Regions from separate parts of the Rattus norvegicus genome. Here region 2 is linked to region 1. The links are chromatin contacts, called in public Hi-C maps. All regions are on one chromosome and are shown on one strand. The core of a region is the stretch at or near the end of the contact, and the rest is flanking DNA. Distances in the headings are between cores, read along the strand shown.

Region 1 (5,190 bases), core at 1,123-3,622:
GTGGTCCTGATAGACTGAGACACTCCCCATGCCTCCTCCAAAGATGTACTTGGTGGAGAAGCAAGGGCCAGATTCTCCATCTCCCAGCCTCAGGTTTGATTTACTTTCCATGGCATTAGGTTATAGCAACTGGAGTCTGAGAAAGGAACGAAAAAGCCGTTCATCATTTCTATTCATAGTTATGGCTGGAGAAGCTATTGAAGGACATTGTAAAAATCTGTAAAATAGATACGTGTGTAAAATATATTGTATGTACGTACACATGTACACATTCCAGGAAATGATCACACACACACACACACACACACACACACACACACACACAATCTCCCCTGGTTTAACAAAGAAAGTACAAGCGCCCTGGCGCTTCCATTTTCAACGTGGTCTTTTGTTCGTCTCTTGAACAGCGGCTGCTGTGAGTAGGTGACAAACACGTATCAAATTGCATTTAGGTGTGTCAGAATGACTGGGTGTTCTTGTTCTGGGTTCCCAAGGCTGATTATTATTTTTAACACCGTTTGACATGCTAAGTGAGGCTGCAGTACGAGTCCTCATGTGTTTATTAGTCATCACCATCACCGCCCATGGGTACCTTTATACTCTTTGCTGCTTCCAACGCGTCAGTAAGTGATTCTGTCTAAGCCCCTGAGGAACATCACAGTCAGCTTCCTACATGGTTTTTCCTAGGAAGTAAGTACCTCACTGGCACAATGATGGCAAAACTGTGACGTCAGTACATACAGTGACTGTACTCCCTTCCCATCCCGTGCTGGTGTGTAAACATAGTGAATTACCTAGTTTCCCTGTCTTCAGTTGCCCTATCTGTAATACGGAGCAATTAAGATTGAGATCTCATGTGCCCACTTTTGGACTATAAGGCAGGCTTCTCCAAGGAAGGAGGGAAGGAAGGAGGTCCTGGGATGTGTTTCACCCGTTCCACGTGGCTAACTGCAGCCATTTTCTGTCCCTGGGTAGTTATTGATTGCCTACAACTAAACCCATTATCTGTGCCTAGAATCTTTTGAAGCAATTCGTGAATCACAATTCACTTCAATTTCCTGACTCCGAGGTCTTGCCCGCTGTTGCAGTGTCTGTCTGACAGACTAACGGATGCAAAAATGCAAAGCCATTTGACTCAAGCTGGGCAGCTTTGAGATGGAGAGCCAGGGCTACAACTAGTTCAGGGTCCTGGAATCTGCTCTGCTAAGTCCTGGGGAGGGGCCATAAGCTTGACGGAGAGGCAAAAGCAGCCAGAATTGTAAGGCTCTGCTCTCCAAATGCACACTGAAGATCCCTGAGAGACTAGCAAGTCTTCTACATGGGTTCCCATGGAACAGAGAGGTCTGAACAATTTGAAGGAACTTCGGGAAGTATAATACCCCCCAACTTTCTGTGAGAAATCCTCAGACCACACATGTCTGCTCCAGATAGAATCTTTTCAGAAACAGTCCAGAGGAACAGTCTGGGCATGTTCAAGACTTGATTTATTTAGTAGCTATCAATGTTAACTGCCAACTACGACCTTCAAACTAGCTTTTAACACTTCCCCACCCTCGATGGGAGCTTGCTGTTCCCACAAGCAGTGAGTGTGACCATGTATGTTCATGTGTACATTTCTCTGCTTGCTAAAACTCCCAGGCTTCCCTTTATTCTCTGGGCATGCAAGTGGCCAGCTAGACTGTAATTCTGCTGTCTACTCTCAAAAAGAAAAATCCATTATTGATTGATTTTTGACAATTTTGGCAGTTTTTTGTTGCCCCCTCCCCCACTCCAATTTCCTTCCCTTAAGGCAGCTCTAGACAATAAACACAGGAACTGGCTGGTCTTGATCATCACGAGGTCCTCTTGCCTCAGCCTCCAAGTCTGTGATGACTACACATGCCTAGGGGCAGCTCTACGGTTTCAATCTGCCCTCTATTGGCCAGAGTAATACCCTAAAAGAAGAATCATCTGCTACCAGACTTCTGGTTCTCTCCCATGCTACTTGCAATAAAACACAGTGATTCCAAGTCTGTGGCCACCTTTGTATACTGGTCTGTCACTTGTATAAATGTCTTTCTGGGGTGTTGTCAGGAAAATACCTGACACTAGGCACTCTGAGAATTCCTAAAATACCACACACTGCAAAGTCAGTGATTTGACCTGCTATGAGCCTGCTTCCAACCAAAACCCGCAGAAACAAATCACACTCCTTCACACTAGAGAGCCATCTTTCCTAAGGGTGGGGCCTTGTGTTTCTTGTGTTCAGTCCAGTTTCTCCTGTGTGTATTGTGACTTCTGCTTTTGCAAAACAGGACATTGCTTAACCAGGTCCTTACGGGAGGAAACACAGTCCAGCAAGCAGAACAATGATTTGAAAGTCCTGGGTTCTATTTTCAGCTCAGCCGTTGACTGGCTGTGCAGTCAGCCCTACGAAGGTCAAAAGCAAAATGGCCTTGCGTTGTTGGCTTTCTCGGTCTGCATAGCTCTGGATGGAAAACAAATCAGGGAGTTGGCACTCAGCCTTGAGGAACTGGAGTCTTAGGAGAATAGATGTATAGTCAGTCTTTGTTTTCAGTTTTAAAGCAAAAGTACAGAACAAACCTTCTGAGGTGGGGAAGTGGGCTGGTAGAGAATGGTAAGAGGAACCTGATGACCTTTCCAATAACTGTGGTGAAGGGATGGCTTGAGTCCTTCAGATCAAATAAAGGCTCCTTGGCCCAGGCTAGAATCTTCTGTGTGGGATATGGAAGAGACAAAGGAAACTGGGCTTTGACAGACTTCTGTGAACTGAGACAAAAACTGGTGTCCTGAATGCTGTCTGGTCGAGGACAGGCTGAGGACTGGAGGGGCCCTGGGGAAACTAGAAAGCTCGTGACCCCTTCTAAAGAAGTCTACACCTGCTACTTGTCCCTCAGATAAGCCAGCAACGGAGTCCTGAAGTGCTTGTGTTTCAAGAGACCATTTCCATTTTTACCAGGACCTCCTTTTTCTTTAAGCAAAGATACCACTTTTAAAGTGATAGTGGCAGTAGACAGGCAAAAATAGATGTATAACTTGAGCAGTGTCCTTTCCATATCTCTTTAACATGTCCATGGATGAGATTTCATAAGAGTTGAAGTTATTGTTTTGTGATAATGGTATTACTTTTAAACAAAAGGGTATTAGCAGTCTAGAGTACCTGAGTGTTGAAAACACACCAGTGCACAGGGCTGGGGAGATAACTTAGGTGATAAAGTGCTTGCTATACAAGCAAAAGGACTTGAGTTTGGATGCCCAGAACCCATGTGAAAAGTGACAGGGCAGTTGTCTTAGAGTTACTATTGCTGTGGTGAAACATCAACGCCTAAAGCAACTCAGGGAGGAAAAGGTTTATCTGATTTACATATCCTAAATCAGACTTTGTTGAAGCCAAAGCAGAAACTCCAGCAGGACTGGAACCTGGAGGCAGGAGTCGATTCAGAGGCTACGGAGGGGTGCTGCTTACTGCCTTGCTCCCAATGACTTGCTCAGACTACTTTCTTTTAGAGCCCAGAACCACCAACTACAACTGTAATCAACTACAACTGGGTCCTTCCACATTCAATCACTAATTACGGAAATGCTCTACAAACTTGCCTGATCTAAAGAAGGCATTCTCTCAGATGACTCTAGCCTGTGTGAAGATGACACAAAATCAGGCCATACAGTAGTCCGAAAGGATATCCTAGCACAGGACAGACCAAGACAGGAGATTCCTCGATGCTTGGTGGACAGCTACCCCTGCTCAATCCTCAAGCTGTGAATTCTTTGAGAGACCCAGTTTCAAAACCAGTGTGTCGATGTGATTTAGGGCGCCAGATGAAATGCATGTGCAGTACACATACAAGCACACCTTCACACACACGGATATACACACACACAAGACTTACACATGGGTCAAAACACAAAGATTCTGATTAAATTGGAGAAGCTTGCAGCCAGAGCACTGAGGAAGTGAAACGCTTCCTGTGTTTTTCCTAACACACAACCATGATCCACAGATGCTGCATTAACTATTTCTAGAAAGTTTTAAGAGCTTTGGGTCTTCTAGTTTTCAGATGCACAGCCGATCTGTGACACTGACTCAGAGAATGAACATTCAACATGGACTGTTTCCCTTTTCTTCTCAACTGAGACTGAATTGTTCAGCATCTCGCTTGCTGGGGACCTCAATGCCTTTCAGGCTCATTAAAAGCCAGCTGACAGCAGCCACTCACTGGGCAAAAATGGGTATTGTTACAAAAGTCAAATACAACAAAAGCCAAAGGAGAAGTGCGAGCTTAAGCACATTTAAGTATTTATGGGGAGAATTAATTTGTTGTCTGATGGTCACGCACTGGACCACAGAGCAAAGTACTCCTTTTAAAAGTGAAACTCAATCTCTGTCCACATTCTAAAGGCCATAAAACTCACCACATGAAACTAATAAATGAGGCATAAAAGTCATACTTGCAGAGTTTTGTTCTCCCTTATTTCATAGGCTGTGTGCATTATAAGTAACCCGAGTAAGTATCAGTGTTAGGTCCTCTTCTGGTTCTTATTCATCACTGGTTCTTCTTGCCATCTGCTCTATTTCTCATAAAACAATTCTAGCATGGAGTGAGAATATTAAATCATAAACAAAAGAACATTTGCGACAGGGCATTTCTTAGGTCTAGATGCATTGGAAGAGCCTCCAGCAAAGTTGATGTCAAGGACCCCCCCCATTGTATCTTCAATGCTTATTTTTATTTTATTTTGTGTGCATTTATGTTTTGCCTGCATATATGTCTGTGTCAAACCTCCTGGAACTGAAGTTATAGGTAGGTATGAGCTGCCATATGGGTGCTCAGAATTGAACCTGGGTGTTCTGGAATGGTAGCCAGTGCTCTTAACGGATGAGCCATCTCTCTATCCCTGAGTCCCTCATTCTAAAACAAACTGATAGCTCACCAGTAAAGGGACCGACCAGGATGGTGGTTCTCAATATGTGCGTCAAGACCTCAAATATCAAATATCCTGCATATTGGATATTTATATTACTATTCATAACAGTAGCAAAATTATAGTTATGAAGTAGCAATGAAAAAAGTTTTATGATTGGGATCATGAGGAACTGTATTAATGCCTCACAGCATTAGAAAGGTTGAGAACCACTGTGCTAGGAGAACATGAGAATGGTTCAATAATTGTTATCATATTGGCAACTTC
Region 2 (5,281 bases), core at 1,411-3,910, 150 kb before region 1:
TGAGTGCTTGGGGTTGGGAGGGTGGGGGTTGACACCCAGAGGGGTGAGGGGGTACTGGGGGGTAAAGAAAGGCTGATATTGGGTTGTAAAGGGAATAAATAAATTTAATAAAAAAATACATGGGGAAAAAACTTATGTATGAGCAAATAAAGGACAGACAGACTCAAATATAAGACTTACTTTCCAGAACAACAACAACCACAACTATAGGTTGACGTCTATATGCAAGTGAGGGCTGGCATAAGTTAGGTCAAGGCCATGATTGGACAGTAAAAAAATAGGGCGGGGACAAATCTTTTGTAAGGCCGGAGTGAAGGGGAAGAAAATCAAGAGAAATGGAGAAGGATGACCCAGATCTAGGTGGTTTTGAATTGCCATGGTAGTTATGTATATTTCTTAAGGGATGGATTTCTGTAGGCAAATTTACCTTTTCTACGTGGGTGGTTTATATCCTTATCAATTGGTTGTGAGTTTATTGTTTGGTTGTACTGTGGATTGAGAATTTAACATATACATTCCCATTTGACAGCTTATTGAGTCCGGATTTCCCCGGGTAGTTGGGAGTGTGGGCAGAGTCCGTGGCTGCCATAGACTCTAGCTTCTAGAGCCCTGATTCTTTCCGGTAGCTGGAACCAGAGTTGGCAGCTAGTAGAGGGCCGCCGGAAGAGATACTAACCAGCGATAAATTATGCTTTGTTCCATATGGCCCTCCGGTGCCGGAACTAACTAGAGACCAGCATGGCACTGGAACCGCGGCAGACAGCCTGGGTCTGAGAGTACTTGGGGGCAGCGTGGAGCTGCGGAGATAGATACCCCGGCAGTGCCACGTGGCCCCATGGGTGCCGGCGCTAGAGCGGGGATAAAAGGTTCAACCACATTTTTAAATATTTACCGCAACACACAGCAAAAGAATACTCCCTCTCCCTTGATATCTGTGATGACATGCTTTAAAGCAAAGACCCCATGAAGCTGCTTCACTTGGGCGTGTGGTGGTGGGGTTGTAGCTTAGAAGAAACGAGAGTACAGGCAACCCACCCTTCTCACATCTCCTCAGGTTACCTGAAAGAGGAAAAACACACCCCGACACACAGCTTCCTAGAGAAGTTCCCGTAGGTTACCTGAACCTTGCCTTCATTGATTGTAAAATGGCGGTAATTATGTTTGCTTAATGTGGTGATAAATGCAATGTAAAGGGTCTCTAGACATCTTACCTCTCATTTCCTAAACTCCCCTACCCCTCTCTCCAGTCCTCCTGGTGCTACCACACCTTTCCCTGGGGTGACTTCCGGAGAATTCTATCCACGTTGCTATAACTTTTTACAGGAGCCTGGAAATTCTGAGTGATCAGGAGATCTGGTTTTGAGCAGTTTCTTCCGTTCTTTCTTACTACTGTCTCTATCTCCCTCACAAACAAGCGACATTCACTGGCGTTTGCAACTTTACCTTTTACTTCTCTTGTGGGCAGATTGTCTAAAGACTGCTGGTAGCACATAGCGAGGGGTTTTTCCCTAGCGTAGATTTCCATTTGGAAGAGAGGTGTGCTTTTCAACATTATCTAACACCGAGATGTTTACCAAGCACGGGGAACAGCTTTATACATCTCACACATACTTATTCATTGAACCCTCCCAGCACAAGGCTGTGAGACACCCATATTTTCAGGCAAGAAAACCGAGTCACGCCTTGGCTAAGTAGTACATTGCCCACCCCCACCCCACACACACACAGCTCGTAAGTGGCAACGTGAAGATTTGAACCTGAATGAACACACCTGGTTTGGACATCTACACTTTCTACCGCTTTTACAGCTTGCTCCCCTCCTGCCAGAAGCTCACCCTAGAGCAAGTCCAGGGGTGAAAGTCCTCCATTTTGCACACAGATTAAAAGAAAACAAGCCACTAAGAATGCTTGCCGTAGGCACTGAGTTGAAGTCTCTGGAGCCTGACGCTGTTTTCAAATATTCACAATGGAAGTGTGAATGCTTTATGTATGGACAGGTGGTGGTCTGTCTGATCAGCTTTGCTTTTCTAAGTAACAGGGTTCGTTAGCCTCAGACTGCCAACCCAGAGGCCTGTGAAAGGGTTTGGGGTTTGCTATTATTTCCTGGCACTAACTTACCTTGACAGGAAACAGTCTCAGGACTCCCAAGGGTGGCCAGGTTGTCAAGCCTGCTTTCTTGGAAGGAGGAAGCATTCCTACCTCTAGGAGATGAAGTGGACATTTTCTTGGCTGGGCAGTTGATAACATTGTTCTTAACTAAGCAGCCCTGCATTTCTCTTTCCAGAATCAGACTTTAAGAATTGTTTTTTAAACCCCACAAAAGACTACAGTTCCCATTCACCCCCTCGTCTTTGAATAAAGGACAGGTCAAGTCTTGAGGGTTCTCTGCCTCCTCTACCGGCTCTTAAAGGACCCAGAGCCAGCCCCCTGCCTCGTCTTTCTGGTTGCCTGCCACTCAGCCACATGGATTTCTTTTTCTTACACTAGCTTCTTTTTTGGCCACCAGTAAACACACTGACCTTTTGAAATATGGAAAGAAAAAGCGCTTTGAAATAAAGCTGGCTCAAACTGCGTTCAGACAGCCTCATCTGAAGGCCAGAACAAAGAGAAGCACAGTTTTCAAGCTGTCTTCGTAATTACACCAAGCAGTTATCATTCAGGCCCCAGTCTGAGCATTAGCCCCACAAACGGGAGGGCAGGGCAGGCACATAGGCCACTTTGTTGCAAAGCCCTCTGAGGGAAAAGTTCCCACGTGGTTGCGACTGTGTTCCAGGACTCTGGAGTCTTTCCTTTCTTCCTTCCCCCATTAAACCCCTCAACCCTTCTTGGCAAAAGCCCCTAGGTGAGGTAAGTGCCAATTAGCAAGAAGAGAAAGCTTGATGTGTTCCAGGTTTGTGGCTTGGAGCTGGCTTCTCAGGAAAACATCCCTCTCCTCTGGTCCAGAAGCAGGGCTGGGCAGAGAGCGAGTATCTTAAGTCTGGCTCAGATTTCATTCATTTTTTGCTTCTCCCCGGCCCCTCCAAAAAACCATTCCTTTCTGTGGGTTTTTCCAACTTGAAGTGATGTAAGCAAACGCAGCAGAAAGCAAGCAACAGCAAAAACTTCAGCTGCTGAGGTAATCATGGCAGAAGACTGGAAACTGGGCTGTTGGAAGAAAAAAAATAGCGACTTTTTTTTTTTTGGTTCTTTTGAAATAAATATGTAAAAATGGCCAGAATTCAAAACAAGTAGGTGGACGAGCTCATCTATCTAATTTAAAGGATTGTTAAAGCCTTTCTGGAAGCTTCAAATTCAGATCAGATCATTTTTCTATGCCAGAAATGGTTTTTCTTCGTGTCACCATCATCGGATGCAGTGTTACCACATCGGTATGTGGAGAAATGGGCCACTGTGACCTGCCGTTAACATCCCGGAGCCCTTAAAAACCAAGAGGCTTAGCAATTACGGCACGAAGAAGCTGAGATACAGCCAAACAATCTCTCTCATCACTAACTACCCTCCATCCTTCAGTGTTTTCAGAGAGCATTTGGAATGGCAGATGCATATTAGGATGCGTGCAAACAGTGCACACCGCCGCCGCCACCTTTTAATGCATTGTTCTGTGCTTGTAGTCGCAGTCTTGTGATTTGGATTTTCATTTGCCTGGGGACAAAGCCTGGCTTCTCTTCCCCATAGGGAAACAGGTGAGTCTTGTTTCCAGAAGCACCATCCTGCTATCCCTGAAGCGGCACTTTCCTGACCCAGAACTTGCTTTCTGCCACCTTCTCGTGGTCTGCAACAGGCGCTATGTTTGTTATGCACAGGAGAGGTGAAAATACCCAACTAATCAAATTGTCTTTTTTGCACAATGGCAAGCAACCGTATCCCTTTGTTGCATTAAAACCATGTAGATGGCTCTTTGAAAGAAAGTCAAGCACTAGCATGTATAGTCTTTTCAAAGAGAGGGTGTGGTAGAGTGAGTGATTGCTTTTCCCTCACCAAGTCCTACCCTCTTAATCAGGGTACACAGACAGAACTTATTTCCCATACTCCTCTGCGTTCATTGGGTGCTGGTGTGGGCACGTGGAATGTGGGCCAAGTACACAACTTCTAAGACTTGTCCCCTAAACCCTTAAGCAACACAGACTGAAGAACTAACAGGTCTTCACATGACAAATATGGGGCCGACAGGTTTTGTCCTTTTACCCTTCCCTCTTCCTTGGCTAAACTCTTTGACTCCCTAAAGCTTGCCCCTAAGGTCTATTCCCTTATATGGCCACTGACTCATTCCTGAGACGAAACACCAAGGTCCAGCAACCCAAATTCATTATGTAGCTACACTAACTATCCTGTTCAATCAGGACTTACCAACTCACTCTAGCCCAGATTTGCCCATTTTCCCCCCTTAAAAAACCAATTCCTACAAAATACCTGCTGCCTGCTGTCTGCCTTTGCTTAATCCAGAAGCAGTCCCCCCTATCTCCTATCTCCCATCCCCCATCTGCCACTCCCTACCCCCACCCCTACCCTTGCCCCATCTTGTGCAACTCATTTCTTTTATGCTGAGAATTTGGTGTCTAGGCATGTTCTGTATCAACTCTGAGGGGCCACCCCACTCCCTTACCCTAACTACATATAGTATGTATGTCCTTTCAGTCGGATGTGGAGGACCAGATGGTGAAAGCCCAGAAGTTGGATGCTAGGATTTTGAATGTCATGAACAAAGTTCTGGCCCAGGGGTCTCTAACCATTGTAAGGCAGAGGTGTCCAGAGTCAGGTAAGTGAGCTTGGAAAAGAATCGTCTAACCCTAGCTGCTCCAGTGGACACTGCGACTGTTGTACTGCTGGAGGTTCTGAACCAGAGCCAAATCTGCTGATCTGCTCCTGGATTCTTGACTTCAGTCTTGATTCTGGATTCAGAAACTGAGAAATGTCTGCATATTTTAATCACTGAATGTGAGGGACATTTTGCTACACAGGAAAGGATAATACAACATACTAAATGTCTGTCGCGTTACTGTTTAAGCGTTAGAGCTATGAATGTGTTATAGCATCGCTTCTCGGCCTTTTGGCTAAGATCAAGTGTAGTATGAATGTGTTATAGCGCCTAATACCTCCCGAAGCACACACTGTGGGACAATGTATTCAGCAAGCTATGTGCAGGACTGACAAGCACTGTGAGTGTCTAGGGGCAAAGATTTTGTTCTTCTTGCCATCTTACTGGGTGCCCTACCTTAGCATCTTGCTGAGAACACAGGCAATAAAAACCATGTGAAAATGAGTATCTTGGAACGCAAAAGCC

What was found. Hi-C and Micro-C count contacts between places; a contact is called where the count stands out from the background.
Region 2: a Hi-C map of Schwann cells shows a contact between it and region 1, with 3 times the contacts expected there. The contact joins two enhancer-like sites. A contact is called at or near these places in 3 of 12 Hi-C or Micro-C datasets (the Rat2 cell line, Schwann cells and kidney).

The regions. Positions count from the first base shown.
Region 1 is chr7:32,928,518-32,933,707 of GRCr8, reverse strand. No RefSeq gene overlaps it. Among named protein-coding and RNA genes, the nearest start is that of Plekhg7, 240 kb to the right of the region's middle. Within about 2 kb of position 2,372, at least 16 of the 93 cell types and tissues checked have an H3K27ac peak or open chromatin away from gene starts, as enhancers often do. A contact at or near this core is called in Schwann cells, where this site is marked.
Region 2 is chr7:33,076,675-33,081,955 of GRCr8, reverse strand. It overlaps the pseudogene LOC120094036. Among named protein-coding and RNA genes, the nearest start is that of Btg1, 150 kb to the left of the region's middle. Within about 2 kb of position 2,660, at least 26 of the 93 cell types and tissues checked have an H3K27ac peak or open chromatin away from gene starts, as enhancers often do. A contact at or near this core is called in Schwann cells, where this site is marked.